Linked DNA regions of Mus musculus: region 1 is linked to region 2. Evidence: chromatin contacts called from public HiChIP or PLAC-seq data. All regions are on one chromosome and are shown on one strand. Each heading gives the region's core, a stretch centred on a gene start, on an enhancer-like site or on the middle of the called end of the contact. The rest is flanking DNA. Distances are from core to core; before and after follow the strand shown. Region 1 overlaps Gm49890 (predicted gene, 49890). Region 2 overlaps Gm12610 (predicted gene 12610).

Region 1 (3,358 bases), core at 264-2,763, 570 kb before region 2:
CTCATAGCTTTCGTCCTATAATAACCTATTTAAAACAAGCCGAGTCCACACTGTCCGTCAAGGATTTAGTCACTACTATGTACTCTTCAGAATTTATAAAACTTCAAGAGCCTTCTAGGCTCTTCTAGCTTTCAGGCTTCTTGCTCTCTCTCACATCAACCATGAAGGCAATACCTACGTATAAAATAAAGACCTAATATGATGTAAAAGAAAAGTTTCCAGAAGGCCCACCCCACCTCCAAAAAAAAGTCTATTAAACACGAATCAAAAATGCCTATTTGGGGACCCAACCTAGTTTTCAAGAGGCCCTGTACAAGTTACAAAGGAGAAAGGAAGCGAACTATATTACTTCCTTGGTGGGGGACAACCGCACAATATTATTTTAAGCCTTTTTTTTTTTGATGATAAAAATCAAAATAAAATACCTACGGAACTGCCTCTGGAGATACTGAACAATAACCAGAATGACAGTGGGAAACAACTTAAAAAGTTAGCTCCCCTCCAACCAAACACGAGAAACTCAATAAACCTAAAGTCGAGCGTCACTTTTAAATCACTTAAAACAAAAATCAAGTCAACCAAAACTTTCTCAAAACAAATGATAAAACTGAGCATTGTCGAAACTCCCGTTCACCAAGTATTTTAATCCACAGGTAATAAACTCCCGCAAAATAAATAAATAAATAAAAATAAAAAATTCGTGCCTACTTCCCCCTCTAATTCCACTTCAAAGGTGCCAGGATTTCAATGAGGAAGCTGAAAGACGGGATTCGGATTCCAGAAGCAGTCCCCAGGCAGGAGGGCCACAGCTCCAACCCTTGGTGCAGGTTGTGAGCCCCATTGCCTGTCCCTGTCCTTTAGCTCTTTAGGAGGCCACCTAAGCTTGTTTCGCTGCTCCCTACGCGGCCACTGCCTGGCTGAGGAAACCCTGCAGCAGCCGAGGAGCCGGCCCTTCCAAGGGAGGGTCACGGAGAGAAGGGGCAGGAGCTGACGAACATCCTTCATCCTTTTTCCACCATACGAGTACGAACTGAAAACAAGCGAATCCTCGGCTGTGGGGGTTCTCACCGCACGCCTCGTTTCTGTGCACTCCACCGGAGAAGCCCCCGGGAAGTTTCCAAAGCACCCAGAGTTTGAAATGGTGCGTGGGCAACGCGGGGACTCCCCAGCGGAGAGCGCTCCAGCACGCACGCCGCGCTCTGCTTCCCTGCGCGCTCGAGGATCGCGCGCGGCCCGAGCGTGTGGCCGAGCGCGGGTGGCTGTGCGGGACCGCGCCTCCGCTCCCCACGCGCGCCGCCGAGCCGCCTCGTCCCTCGGCTCCCACCAACCCCAGGGTGGCTCGCCGCGCGCCCGGGCCCGCTTACCTGCGGCCTCCACGCACCCCGCGCGCGCCTCTGCGTCCCGCGTTGTGCGCAGGTCGAAAGAAAGCGCCGCGGGCTGTGCCACCTCCGCGCGCCCACACCTGCCGCGCGGCCCGACGCCCCGCCCCGGCCCCGCCCCGACGGGACCGGCCGCGCCTCCGCCCGGCCAGCACCAGCTGCAGCCGGCGCAGCTCCCGAGCGCCGCGGCTAGGCAAGGTTCGCGACAGTCACCGCTGGGGCGGCAGCCACCGCGTGGCAACCTGCGCGAGCCCCGGCATTCTTGACCAGCAGGCCAGCGGCGATGCTGGCAGGGGTCTTCAGAAACCCTGGCGACTGGTGCAGCCCAGGGATCCAATGGCGTTCAAGCCGGAGGGGAGCTCTCCCATCCCTGGCATCCTGGTCTTGGCTGCCTTGAGGCCTTCCTGGACGTTTTTTTTCTGTACCCACCTGCTCCGGATCTTGTTCTTGAGCAGCCTGAGTGCTGCTCTCTGAATCTCTTTACTGGCGTTGCCTTTGTATGAATGCTCCCGTGCACTGCCCTGTCTCCAAGCACGTCATTTTTATTGTCCGATGAGATTCATGTTTAATACTAGAGCGTACAAGCAGAGACATGCGCTTTCCCAATCCTTTCCATGTAAGTTTCAATTACCTAAAAGGTAGAGGTTAGGTTGCCCATCTTGGAAATTCTCAAGCAAATACAGAATTATACACAGCAACATATTTTTTTTTCTGTAGTCTGCAAGCACAGCATGAGGCCTTTTACACTGATTTAAGAGGGTGGAAATTGTCTTTGTACAAGTAAATGCAATTACATTTTAGCAAAAGTCCCATTACCCACCAAGAAAAATTCTACAAGTGGGGTGAGGAAAGGAGACGAATAAAATTCATGGTGATGTTTAATTAATGATGAGATAACATCTCAGTGTAAAAAAAAAATCACATATTCAAACCAGGTGAAAATTACTCACCAGATGTTCCTTAATGAGGTGGTACTCATTTGCTTAGCCGACTACAGAAAAGACAAGCCAAATAGGGTTGATTTATTACACAAATTACACTAACATGCATATATATGAGCTTAAGACTTATGTGAGAAACTCGGGTTTAATTTTTCCTTATGAAGCAGGTGCATAAAATGTTTTTTTTTAATGCTCTCTCCTACACCCAAGTTATGTGTGTTAAGGTCGTGATGATTAATGGTTAACAGTGTTGAATGCACAATGGTAGGAACCATTACACTTCACCTGAAAATGGCTCTGACTCATGAACTCCATTTTGAAGAACTGAAAACTCTCAAGGTTGATCCACTACCTTGATCAAAAAATAAGAATCGGCAGTCAAACATGTCACTATTAAAGTAATTGTGAAGTTTTTTTGAAGTTAGCTTTAAAGTTTATAGTCTGAGTGCAGAGGGGGGAGAATCAAATACCCCCAAATCATGAAAAGCAAGCCTTAAAATGAGAATCTAGAAAGAGCTAAGTGTTTGTCTATCCATAGAAAACCCAAAAGCATGCTTTGAAGTGCAAAAATATTACTCTAATTTTATTTATTGAATCAGGATGTTGTCAAATGTAAGTGGCCATTTAAACATAATTCTTTTGGTGAAATGGGAAGGGGGGGTGGTAATATAAACCCGGCCAGGAAAGACTCAAACTCCAACAGAAAACCTAATAGATGAGCAACTACAGGCACTTCATTTATGGGACTTTTTTTCTTTAAGGTTTAAGCAGAAGTCTAAATTACTATTACAGATGAAACTGCTTAATGCTTATCTAAAATTATATAGCATGATACTTTGAATAGCAAATAATCAAAAAAAGATAATACATTTCAAATTATAAACATCAATGTAAAGAAAAACAAACATTTGTCTTTCAGGCTTTGATCCAGGCAGACAAGTTATTTGTCCCCCAAACAAATACATAATTTTGAACACCCAAGTGCTACACAAAGCATAGAAAAGAGGCCCCCTTCTCACCCATTAAAGTTCCGATGGG
Region 2 (3,752 bases), core at 700-3,199:
CCCACTCTCCTCGCCTGCATTTCTTTTCTAATTCTGAACACTTCTATCGAACTGATAATTGTCCATACCTTTTAGAGTCCAGGATGATGTTTTCGTCAGGTATATATTTCTGAGTTTGCTTTTCTAATATTGTTTTTAACACAGGTGGCTTTGTTATGAATGCTTCAAATAATACATAACAATAAATAATAAATAATAGATGCTAATCATTCTGAAATATAGCTACAAACACACACATGTGTAAAAGCCCATTCTGGTGTACTAACATATACATATTTTATAGTACTGGGCATTGACCCTAGAGCCTCACAGTGACTATGCATTCCATCACTGAGCTAAATCTTCAAGCCTGTTTTTAGGTTTTTTTTTTTGTTTTTTGTTTTTTGTTTTGTAGGATAGTGTCTCACTAAGTTGCCCAGGTTGGCCTTGAATTTACTCTGTAGTCTAGGCTAGTCTCAGACTTGCAGTTCCTGCCTCTATTTCCTAAGCAGGCCTCTGATATGAAGACTGATGACCATGTACATTTTTTAAAAAATAAATGCATAAAATAACAAGAGGCCCTAAGCTGATTAAAATGAGTAATAGAATCCTAATAAGCACAAATGATGTTTAGTGGTAATTAGAACAGTTGTCATAATATGAAAATATCTGACATATTAGAGAAAATGCTCGTTATTATTCTAATGACCACAATTTCTGCTTTTTCTTCTCATAATAGTCAGAAATACTAAGTTATGAGACACCAGTTATAAAAACAAATACATAGCATTTCCCTACTCCATTTTATAGATCCTGTGAATGGAAGGGGCTATGGAGCCCACGTAAGGACCTTTGCTTTGAGCTGGTCACTTACTGCTGTCAGGGGCATGATGGCACCAAAAACCTGGTAATCTTTCAGACTAGGATTTCAGCTTTACTTTCATTACTGGATCCTCACAGAGATGGTGGTTCGAGGCCCTTTGATTTCTCTGGTTGAAGGATTTTGCCTGTAGGTGTCTGATGCAGATTTTCTTTTCTCACACACTGGCTACAAGGGTGACATGGGAGAGTTGCTCAGTGTGCCTTTGACACCATTGTCTTTTGGGAATCCCAGCTTCGGGGCTGTTTTTCAACTTATTGGCATGGAGTCCTAGGTCCTCCTGAATCACAAAGACCCACAAGGCAAATGCTGATTCTGGTCCTTGGATGGCTCTGTGGTTATGTGATTTCTCGTCACTTCTGATCTCTCAGAATTTCCCTGACTTTCTCAGATACACATTCATTTTTCAAAAGAAAATCACTCTACAAAGCTTCCGTTTTTGTTTCCTGTTGGATGACCTTCTCCTGAGAGGGTTTCTTTGGGTAGCTAGAATATTGTCCTGATTCTGATCAAATTAATCTTGCCTAATCCTGTTTGATGCTTGCAGACATCCTATGACATAGCTCATCAGAGATGAAGAGAGGAGAAAGTAAGCAGCCTTTTGGTTTGATCAATAAATGAGTGAATTTTTATGCTACCACATAAATGAGTAATGGTGTATTTTGAGGTTATGCGACATGCCATCACGTTGACGAATTAGGAATACCCCTCTTTGGAGAGAGTGGTACCTTTTTAACTTGCTCCAGGAAAAATAAAAAGAAAAAATAAAAAGAATTTATATACATTGCCATTATAAACAGTCTTTTAAGAGAAAAGTTCTCTGAAATGGACCCACACTGTCCTGTCATTTACTACCCCCTCTTCTACACTGCTAGGTGTGTTTCTCTTCTTCTCCTCTCCTCCTTCTTCATCCTCCTCCTCTCCTCTCTTCCCTCCTTCTTCTTTTTCATTTTATTAATTTTTTTTTAAAAAAAAACCAGCCTCATTATGAAGTTCCTGCATTTCTACTCTGTACCATGGCCTGATGGGCTCCTTGCTCATTTTTCTGGGGATTGCGAGGTGTCTGGTGTCTGTCTTGCAGTGTTCCTTGTTGAGATGAGTCACAACAGAAATGCAATCTCAGACATTTCTTCTGCCGTGCAGCAGACCATGAAGCAAAGCAGAGGGCAATCTGTTTATAAGTCAAACAACTACACTTGCAGAGAAAGCTAAGCAGTCAGCTTTGTCCAGGCTGGGAAGCCAATCTTACTGAATTTCTTTGCTTGGGCTACTACAAAATGAGCTCAACACAATACACAGGTCTACTGGGTCCCTTAAAGAAGCCTGCACAGGGGTTCACCTAAGCTGCACAAAAAATCTCCATCAGTTTCTCTCATCCCCCTCCCCCTTTCAATCGGCAAGTGTTTTGTAAGCACCTGCAGTGAGCAGACAGCAAGCAAGGAGGTGGTAAAATCCACAGGGAAGCATAAGGAAATGATTAACACGTTTGGTTTGTTAGGACTGCTAAGTGCAAATGGCCTTAGAGGCATAAAGCGCTGGCTCCACACATTTGTCTTTCTACTCTGCTGCCCGTATTTTTGCTGGTTTTCCCCAGCTGGCCTTGCTGGCCCCTCAAGGTTTTTCTTTTTCTTCATTCTTTTCCTGTCTTCCTGCGCATGTGCCAATTGATTACTACACATTATCAGTGCTTTCTCTCAAGAGCAGGCCATCTCAGGTCAGGCCCCTCATTCTGAGCCCTCCTAGGACTAACTGAGGTACTTCATCATATAGACACATTTCCCCCCGGAACTTCTCTCGTCTCTTTTCTGTTCCAGCCCCAGCAGTTTATACCTGCCCACCTGCTTTGGCTTTTTCTCTTGCTCATTTACGCACTTATTTATGTGTGTTAACTTCCCAAGAATTCTCTCTTAACATTTCAAAAGTATCTCTCATCTTTCATTATGAGTTGTTTGCAACTCCTACAAACCTAATGCTGCAAAATTAGTTCTTATATTTTTTGAGATTATAATATAATTAATTACATCATTTCCCCCTTCCCTTTCCTTCCTTCAAAGCTTCCCATAAACCCTTGCTTGCTCTTTCTCAGATTCATGATGTCTTTTTTATTCATGATTGGTGTGTGTACACACACACACACACACACACACACACACACACACACACATATATATTCCTAAATATATATGTACAACTGCTCAACCTGATTAATATTACTTGTACGTATGCGTTCAGGGCTGACCACTTCGTGTTACATAAGCAATAATTGGTTATTGGATAATTAGTGTGCCCTTCCCTGGGGAAGACTATTTTCCCATTATCAAGGTTCCTTAGTTGAAAATCTGATTTTTTTTTAATCTTCAACAACTCAGAAATATTTCAATATGTGTGGAAGTTTTTTTAAATTCATCTGACTACTGGGGCTAAATTTAGCCAAGGCATTGTCATTGTACAGAGTCAAACTTCATAGGCTTATTGTTAGTTGCAAGATGTGACTATACACAAAATAACCATAAAAGTTGTAGTCATAGAATAAATACCGATTGGCCAAACAGTGCATCTCCTCTCTTCATTTGTCATTTCCTTTCTTTCCTCATGTAATTATTTCTTCATTTGTTTCTTTACCTACGTCTGGAAGAAAATACTCTACGTGGCCATCATTGTTCCTAGTGCATGGGAGGTACAGGGTGGCATAGGAGGATGTGGGGCCTACCCTGGAAGATGGGGAGGTGTGTTGTTTGAATATGCCAAGAAAAAAAAATAAAACAGGTTGCATACTACCATGTCCAGTGTGCCTTTGGTTTAACCCTCTTTGAGATCCCTTGGTCATCTATTATCCCGGGGGAATTTTGTTAGATTCACATTTCCAGTGTGGTGACAGATGTGCGTTACATTT

The links. HiChIP or PLAC-seq counts read pairs in DNA pulled down with a chosen protein or histone mark.
Region 1: a contact with region 2 is called in a FOXA1 HiChIP or PLAC-seq map of pancreatic cancer cells. The contact joins two enhancer-like sites. A contact is called at or near these places in 1 of 15 datasets of contacts at CTCF or cohesin (the NIH/3T3 cell line), 2 of 484 Hi-C or Micro-C datasets (MC3T3-E1-derived osteoblasts and reprogramming fibroblasts) and 4 of 115 datasets of contacts at active chromatin or transcription factors (bone marrow-derived dendritic cells, embryonic stem cells, pancreatic cancer cells and 1 more).

What each region holds. Positions count from the first base shown.
Region 1 is chr4:88,937,033-88,940,390 of GRCm38.p6, forward strand. All of the region lies in intron 1 of Gm49890 (predicted gene, 49890), which reads right to left. Among named protein-coding and RNA genes, the nearest start is that of Gm49890, 3.3 kb to the right of the region's middle. Within about 2 kb of position 1,514, at least 144 of the 459 cell types and tissues checked have an H3K27ac peak or open chromatin away from gene starts, as enhancers often do. A contact at or near this core is called in the NIH/3T3 cell line and pancreatic cancer cells, where this site is marked.
Region 2 is chr4:89,506,297-89,510,048 of GRCm38.p6, forward strand. All of the region lies in intron 7 of Gm12610 (predicted gene 12610), which reads left to right. Among named protein-coding and RNA genes, the nearest start is that of Dmrta1, 180 kb to the right of the region's middle. Within about 2 kb of position 1,950, at least 40 of the 459 cell types and tissues checked have an H3K27ac peak or open chromatin away from gene starts, as enhancers often do. A contact at or near this core is called in the NIH/3T3 cell line and pancreatic cancer cells, where this site is marked.